2 separate regions of the Zea mays genome follow, and region 2 is linked to region 1. A link is a contact called in public Hi-C data. All regions are on one chromosome and are shown on one strand. The core of a region is the stretch at or near the end of the contact, and the rest is flanking DNA. Distances in the headings are between cores, read along the strand shown.

The links. Hi-C and Micro-C count contacts between places; a contact is called where the count stands out from the background.
Region 2: a Hi-C map of ear shows a contact between it and region 1, with 3 times the contacts expected there. The contact joins the promoter of LOC100275303 here to the promoter of LOC100193381 in region 1. A contact is called at or near these places in 2 of 25 Hi-C or Micro-C datasets (ear and tassel).

Annotation. Positions count from the first base shown.
Region 1 is chr1:65,905,707-65,909,512 of Zm-B73-REFERENCE-NAM-5.0, reverse strand. LOC100193381 reads right to left here and starts at 1,597. Exons shown (of 8, transcript NM_001138510.1): 1 at 1,199-1,597; 2 at 732-802. The coding sequence starts at 1,327. It overlaps LOC100279238 (pseudouridylate synthase), which reads right to left. Exons shown (of 18, transcript NR_158723.1): 15 at 3,703-3,804; 16 at 3,558-3,626; 17 at 3,106-3,244; 18 at 2,084-2,436.
Region 2 is chr1:66,703,140-66,706,945 of Zm-B73-REFERENCE-NAM-5.0, reverse strand. It overlaps LOC100275303 (zinc finger CCCH domain-containing protein 15 homolog), which reads left to right and starts at 1,823. Exons shown (of 2, transcript NM_001331166.1): 1 at 1,823-1,987. The coding sequence starts at 1,868.

The sequences.
Region 1 (3,806 bases), core at 348-2,847:
GGACAAGGACGAGCTTGTGCGGCGGACCGCCTGGAGGAGCACGAGCGCGACAGTAGGCGAGGAGCAGAAGAACGGAGGAGCTCGTCTGCGGCGTGGTGCATGGCGATCGAGGAGGAGCAGCAGCGGACGAGCTCGGCCAGTGAGGAAAAGCGGCAGCGCGATGCGAAAGTCACCGGACGAGCATCCAACAAAGAGAAAAAATGCAATTGTGCCACTGTGCGAGTGCAGCTGTACAACATATTTATTAATATGAATAAAAAATAATTTGCAGTATTTAAATGTCTCGTAATTTTGTAAATAAATACGGATTAATATGCATGCAATGATCACGGATATTTGTTTTATTAATAATATATGGATTATGTTAAAACTGTAGATATAGAGGACCGGTTTTAGAGGATGTTGCCGGAGATGAAGAAGATATAGAGGACAAAATTTTTTAGAGGATGCTGTAAAGGACAAAGAATATTTCTTTAGAGGACGAAATTTAGAGAACCTTGCTGGAGACAGCCTAAAGATATGCAGCTCTCCTGGTGTTTGAGGGAAAAAATAAGAGCTTCCTCCAAAAAGGATTTAAAGTTCTGGTGTGGGTCATGTTTATTCATTCAGATCAGGCACTGCAATGAGAGTCTATTTTGCAACATGCGCTACAAAATAATGACAGTCCAGTGCTGGTGGAGAACATGAACAAAATGTAAATGTGACGATGGAGGAAATCGTGAATTTCTGACCGGTAGGAGTCAGCATCACGGTTATATTCGCATAGAATGTATTCCTTCAGGCTCTCCTTATCCATGCAAACCTGAAAAACAATAAACCGTTTAACCTTGTGTAAGCAGACAGAATTGAAGAATCTAACTGCACGTGACACAGGGAAGCATTCAGTCGGCGGGCAGCATAATTCAGATTCGGTGCCACTGAAACCTGCAAAAATGGGTTGGACCAGCGTGATTCTACCTGACATGTGACCTGGATTCAGAAGAACCATGCGCAGTACAGTACAGGTGCCAAGGCAAGAAACGCGCATTTCTCGACGAACACGGCGCAAAAATGGCACGGCCAACAAACCCACGCTCGGCGGAGCATCCAATCCCCGCGAGCGATTCGAGACGAAGGGAGCAAATGTGTTGGCGCAGTTTAATCCCTATCCGAACCAGAGGACGTAGAGGCCCGAACCGAAACGGCGAAGGAGGGATACCTGGAGCGGGAGGTCGACCTGGGAGAGGAGGTCGAGGGAGTGGTCGGGGAGGAGGGAGAGCAGCGCGTTGAGCGCCGTCTCCGCGCTCCGTGGCGGCATCCGCCGCATCAGATCCATCGCCGCCTCCATGCGAATGGCTCTCGGCTCGCCTTATTCTTTCTTCCTGCCTACCACACTCCTCTCTCGGAGATCCCTCGTTTGAGTCTTCCCTTCTCCTGCTGCTGCCGCTACGACGACGTCGTCTGCCCCCTCCAGTCCTAATTCAGCTGGTCGTCGTCCCTCGAGCTCCTCCTCCTGTGGCTCTCCGCCTCCGGTGTTCTTTCCGTCTGTCTCTTCTGTTATCTTTCTTTGCTGCCTCTCTAATCTCTGTTTGCTGCTCATATCACCAAACTGCATTTGTTGACGGTTTAAGACTATAGGTTGGTAGCCACGCTTGCACATAACATATGATTGTATATTAGTTATTGTCTTTACTAAAAAAAAAAGCTACGTAAAGATGATGATACAACAAGCTAGTAAAGTATCGGTTTCTCATTTATAGCAAAGTATATAAAACATAAAAACATGTAAATTATGTTAGTAAGATGTGAACATGGGTTTAAACCCAACAACTATGGTTTGAATCCTCATTTATACATAATTTTAGTTTTTTATCATTTAAATGGGAAGGGCAGATAAAGGTGGAACTTACGATAAAGGTGGAACTTTGAAATCTAGTGCTTTATACATTAGAGATAAAAAAATGCATACAGTAGATAGCATCGTACAAATACTCGGACAATGCAGTCAGAACTCAGAATGGGCAGCATAGCTTTATTTGAGAAATCCCCTAAGGGCTAGTTTGAAACTTAAATTCCCTTGTGATCTTTGCGTGGGGTGTCATTTGTACAAGGCATTTAATTCTTGATGGGAGAGAAACTCTCTGGTTTTGCCTCCAAATTGGTCCTAAAAGTCCATTGATCAGAAAGAGGAATTAAAACATGGTACTTCCTGCTACTCTGCTATCATTTGATTTGCTGTAAAACTGTGCAAGTACAAGGGTGTTACACCATAGAACTTCTCCCGTTTGTGATTTCCTGCCCGTGGCCTTGGGAGCGAGAAGATCCAAGGCCTCAGCATTCAGAAATCCCTGAGCATGAGCTCTAACAACCATATGAGTGACACTGACACCGACCAGCGCTAAATAAAGCTTTGCCGTCATCCTGTAGCGAACGACAGTCACCAAGAGATGGGGTGCCCTGTAAGCAAGGAAAGGGTAGATGGACACTTAAATGATTCTGATCTCAGAGTAACGTGCATTCCTTGTAAGCTGCTTAAATATGAATGCAAGTAACCTAAATAATACGGCTGGAAATACATAACTCACATGAAATATTCATTTCTTATATAGTTTGTCACATTTGCTTAAAAAAACATACAGGACACTACCACCCCCTCTTTGCAAGGGATGCTTTACTACACTTTGGTACACACCATCATGTGACAACAACATTACCCCCTCTTTGCAAGGGATGCTAGACTATTTTACAACAAATTCAGAAGAAGAAAAAAAACACAAGGCCCTTACACTATTTTGAAAGTGAAACGCACAACTTGACAATACCCGAAATGTGGGGCTCCATATGTTTTAGTCTGTATATCTAGTCTAAAATAGGCAGCACGCTTTTCTAACACCTCAAAATGGTAAAATCCACGCTAAGCTCATGTTTCCGGGTAATTTCCATCTCCACATGTTAACAGATCCAATTTTGCCATAAAAAAAGCGCACGTCATAAACCTGCCAAGCTTAAGAAGGCGAAGACCGGCATAAAGAGGGATTGCCTCCTGCAGCACCAAAGTATTTATGGGAAAAAAAACAAACGCATGGCTCCAGAGTGAAATAAAATAGTGAAACCAACTGAACATACATATAGGCTTTTGGAAGAAACCTTCTACAGTTCCATAAGTTCTCTTCCAAGTATTGGTGTAACAATTGAAAACGGTGGCTCTACTTGAGATTATCAGCCAGCTTCGCTTTGACTTTCGATATGCGCTCCTCGTAAGAAGCTGAAAATAAGAAAACCAGGAAACCTTTGTTTCAGATGTGCAAGAGAAAATGTTGAAACTAAGCACTGCCTTGGAAGAGCGAAAATGTATAGCAGTGCCCTTATTAGATAGGGATGGGCATTAGATACACATGCACGATGGGCCAAATTTATGGTTTAGTATTGGCAACCCAGAGTCAAATATACTGTCAGAAAATTCAAGATGGTACTGGAAGCTGATGGGCCACACGTAAAGCAGTGGTTTGTCCATATAGAAACGTGATGACAGGAGAAATATTCTGAGAATCTAGCATATAAAAAGATCACAAACTTACGCTCTGTCTCTCGTGACAGGAGAGGAATATGGTTCCTCTTCTTCTGAGGCGTTTCTGATGAATTTGGTTCTGCAGTGGCGTCTCGATTTTAGATTTTTATCAGGGTATCAAATAAAACGAAAAAAAAATATTTGATTGTATGTACCTGGAAAAGGTAAACAGGATGACGCTATGTGAAATATTTCAGCTTGGAGCATATGGTGACGATATTCATCATTTAAGTGCTCAGTCAGAGACCGGCTGGCATCT
Region 2 (3,806 bases), core at 574-3,073, 800 kb before region 1:
AATGATGGTTCCCCGCATGCGTCCATGACGTCGATGGTTCTCAGCTCCCTACGGAAGCAAGGAAACGTCAGCAGGATCCATGCCGCACCGCCAGTTGCGCTTCTACAGGGTGGAGCACTTCTCCGACGGCCACGTTAGCACGTACACAGGGCTCAAGCACTTCTCCACCGGCCACGTTAGCGCATAGCTACACCCCCATTGTACATCTGGACCATCTCCTTGTATCTATAAAAGGGGATATCCAGGGCCTTCCTGAAGGGAGGTGGGAGCAGGAGCAAGGCGAGCAGAGGCAGACAGAGTGGGAGAAACGCGGAGGAGGCTAACTCAGACAGCTCACCTCAGGGCCAGACCCTCTCTCTCTCTCGCGACGCTTGTAACCCCTACTACGAGCACCCCGGTGCAAGATAATATAAGCCTCATCCGCCCTCTTGTGTTTCATCTTGCATCAACCCATCTGGGCAGGGGCACGCAACGACAAATTCACTAGTCGGTTGAGGGTCCTCGCGGGTCCAAAACGCCGACAAATATTTAGGATTAAAACTTAGACTAGATAGCGATACTTACAAAAAAACCTAGTTTGCACATTCTAAATTGTTAATTTGCATATGTTTTACTCTATGGATTTAATTGTGGCCTAGTTTAGAGAATAGTTTTTAGAAGTTCTAATTCACCACCTTTTAGACGTCACCGTTTCCTACAGTAGGAGTGGTGGCACGGGCGGGAGATGCGTGTGAGGAAGGTGACCGCACATGGTGAGGGTCGTCGTCGATGGTGGAGAGGTGTGGCACGATGGTCGTAGGCGAGCGATTGGAGCGAGGTCAGTTACACCGCGCGTGGGGAGGGACGACGCAATATCGGGGGAGGGGGGCGACAGGATGGCGTGGGCAATAACGGTGTACATTCATGGGAGACAGAACCAAAGGTGGCAGCCTACCTCTTGCGTTCTTCGTAGTAGTAGGGATTCTACCAGAGACGAAAAAATACTGACTTTATTAAAATGTTCACCACTATATTAGATTTAAAACGTTCATGTGAGTATGGAGGCTCATGGGCCATTTGGCAAAGTTCCCAAGCCAAACAACTAAACCTTGTTCCCAAGCCAAACAGCTAAACCTTGTTCGGTTCCATTCGAATCTGAGGCGAGGATTAAATATCTCCAATTACCTTCAATCTATCCCTAACCAAAAAAGCTCTAAGAGGACGTTTGGCGGAGCTCACATAGCTCCACTTTCAGCGAAAATCAAATCACTTTCGAGTTCCGCACAGCCAAACGACAAAAAACGGAACTACTATCGGAGGCAGAGTGAATGCAGTCTCCTTTTGTACTAGAAAGTGAGAGTAAAAAAACTAGCTTCTCGTCACTCATAACTTGCTCCCCACTCACTTTACAAATTATTTGCCAAACAAATTTTATCAGATGGATTCACTTCTGCTAGAGAATTATTCAAAATTATTATATTAAAGAATCAACACTCGAAGCTAGATAATTATGTAGCGGAGCTCTGCCAAAAGTCCGTATTAAGTAGGGATCATACGAGAATTATTTCTTCATTCATGCTGGGAGCTAAAAAATGTGCTTCACCAAGCTCCGTATTATGATGGAATTCTCATCACCTTCTAACCGTGCTTTCTCTTAGGAATAGAATCACTTCATCAAAGAATCAATGAGCAGAGTTCAAAGAATTAGGTAGCGGGCCTCTCCCAAAAGGTGCCTCGTAAGCCCAAAATACGTTTTGGTAGGAACTCAACAAAGGCGCCCTCAACAACAGGGCTTTCCGGTTTGATTAGGGCCTGATCCGTTTCGTAGTTTTTTTTTCTCGGTAATCCAGCCGTTTTCCCTTTCCCCAGAGATTCGCATATTCTCGCGATGGGAGCGGAGGAAGCAGAGGGTACTCCCCCGCCGCTGCCCGCCACCGGCGAGCCCGCAACCACGGCAAGGGCGCAGCCAATATCTGCAGCACAATTCCTCTCCTGGAAGCAGCGCAAGGTCTTTCCTTCCTCCCTTACCCCCAATAAAGCTTCGCCTACTTCTTTTACCATCAATTTAGGGTTCGATCTAGTTTCCTGTCCGTCGGGCCAGTAGCTGGATTAGATTTGTATCTCTAGGGATTTCCCGTTTACTAAGCTGAACAAGTAGATGTGATTTTGATTTGCTGGATTAAGCTTCATTCGCGTGGCAAATATGCGACACGTTTACGACGCCAGCGGATTTACTCTGACAATTCATCGTTATAGAAGCACGAGAATACATTCCATTTCATTTATCCGTTTAGGTTGCCTAAATAATCGTGAAATCTTGTGATACACAGAATAGTTCGTACTTCTGTTTCTTACCAGATATGCATACAAATACAGATAGATGGGGAACTGTTAATTGAAACGGGAAACATATATCATATTCGTAACAAACGAACACAAGTGTCTAAATAGCCATCCCAGTTTAAGCTGGTTGTTTTTTCAGTTATTGAATAATTACAGTTTCTGTTTAATTTATTCATTCTTGTTTTGATTATATATTGATATTCTAAACTGTGTGGTCATCTTTAAGGGAGGCAGTGTTACTGTTTTATTGTAACCTTACCAAGAATGAGGAGCTATTATTGTTTCATTCTTATCTTCATCTTCACAATTCACATTGCGTGTGTTTGCCTGTTTCTGTTTGGTTGTGCGTCCCGTGGTAGCCTGGCTCACTACATGCGTTGACTGGGCCTCTAAATGTATCCAGTTGCCCGCATGGAGATGGTTGAGCACGCATGCATCGGTGCAGATTATGTATTTGCGGAAGTCTTTAACCTGCACCTGGGGATACGCGTGAAAGCGGCGTATGTGCTGGGCCATGCTCGCGTGAGCCCGGCTGCATGGACGCAGGCTTCCAATTACCACCATTCTTATTGCTCAAGTACCAAATAGGCTTGCCAAATTTGTGCACTATATTTCAATCTATACTGGAAGCATACATTTTTCAAACACTGTATATTCCTGTACACAGTCCTTATGGTCTTTTCTGGCTCTGGCTATTGATGTCCATGCTAAGTGTAGGGAGAATTTTGTTATTGTCATACCCTGAGGTTATGTTGTCATCTGGCAGTTCACTGCTTGAGCCATGACATGTCTCTATGTAACTCTCTTAGTGACGCTCCATATCAGAACCCGAGCATGGTGTTAAATGGGCAAGGGTTGATTCAACATCCCTTTGGTGACGCGTCGTGTTGTGATTTGGGCACGATGTTATATAAGGATCGAGTCGCTGCTTCCTTAGTTGTGTGCTACGTCGCTACATCGGCGCCCGAGTGTAGTAAAAATGTGCAAGGGTCTTTACATCACCAACAGGTGCGAAGGGTAAGGAAGCTAGTCGGACTAACTGAGATCCATTTAGGTAGTTGGAATGTAGCATCATTTACAGGTAAGTTAAGAGAGTTAGTTGAGACATCGACTAGGAGGCGTGTAAAATATCTTATGCATTCAAGAGACTAAATGAAAGGGTCAAAAGGCGAAGGAGGTGAACAATACTGGCTTCAAGCTTTGATACATAGGGACGGCTGCAAATAGAAATGTAGTAAGAGTTTTGATTGATAAGAGCCTAGTGTGTGGTGGATGTGAGAAGACAAGGAGAAAGATTATCTTAGTGAAGCTTGTCGTGGATGATTTAGTCTTGAACGTAATTAGCACGTATGCCCCCTAAGTAGGCCAAGATGAAAGTGCTAAGGGCCTTTTTGTGAAGACTTAGATAACATGATTAGAGCTATACCTATTAGCGAGAAGCTTTTCATAGGAGATCTCAATGGGCATGTAGGTACAACAAATGC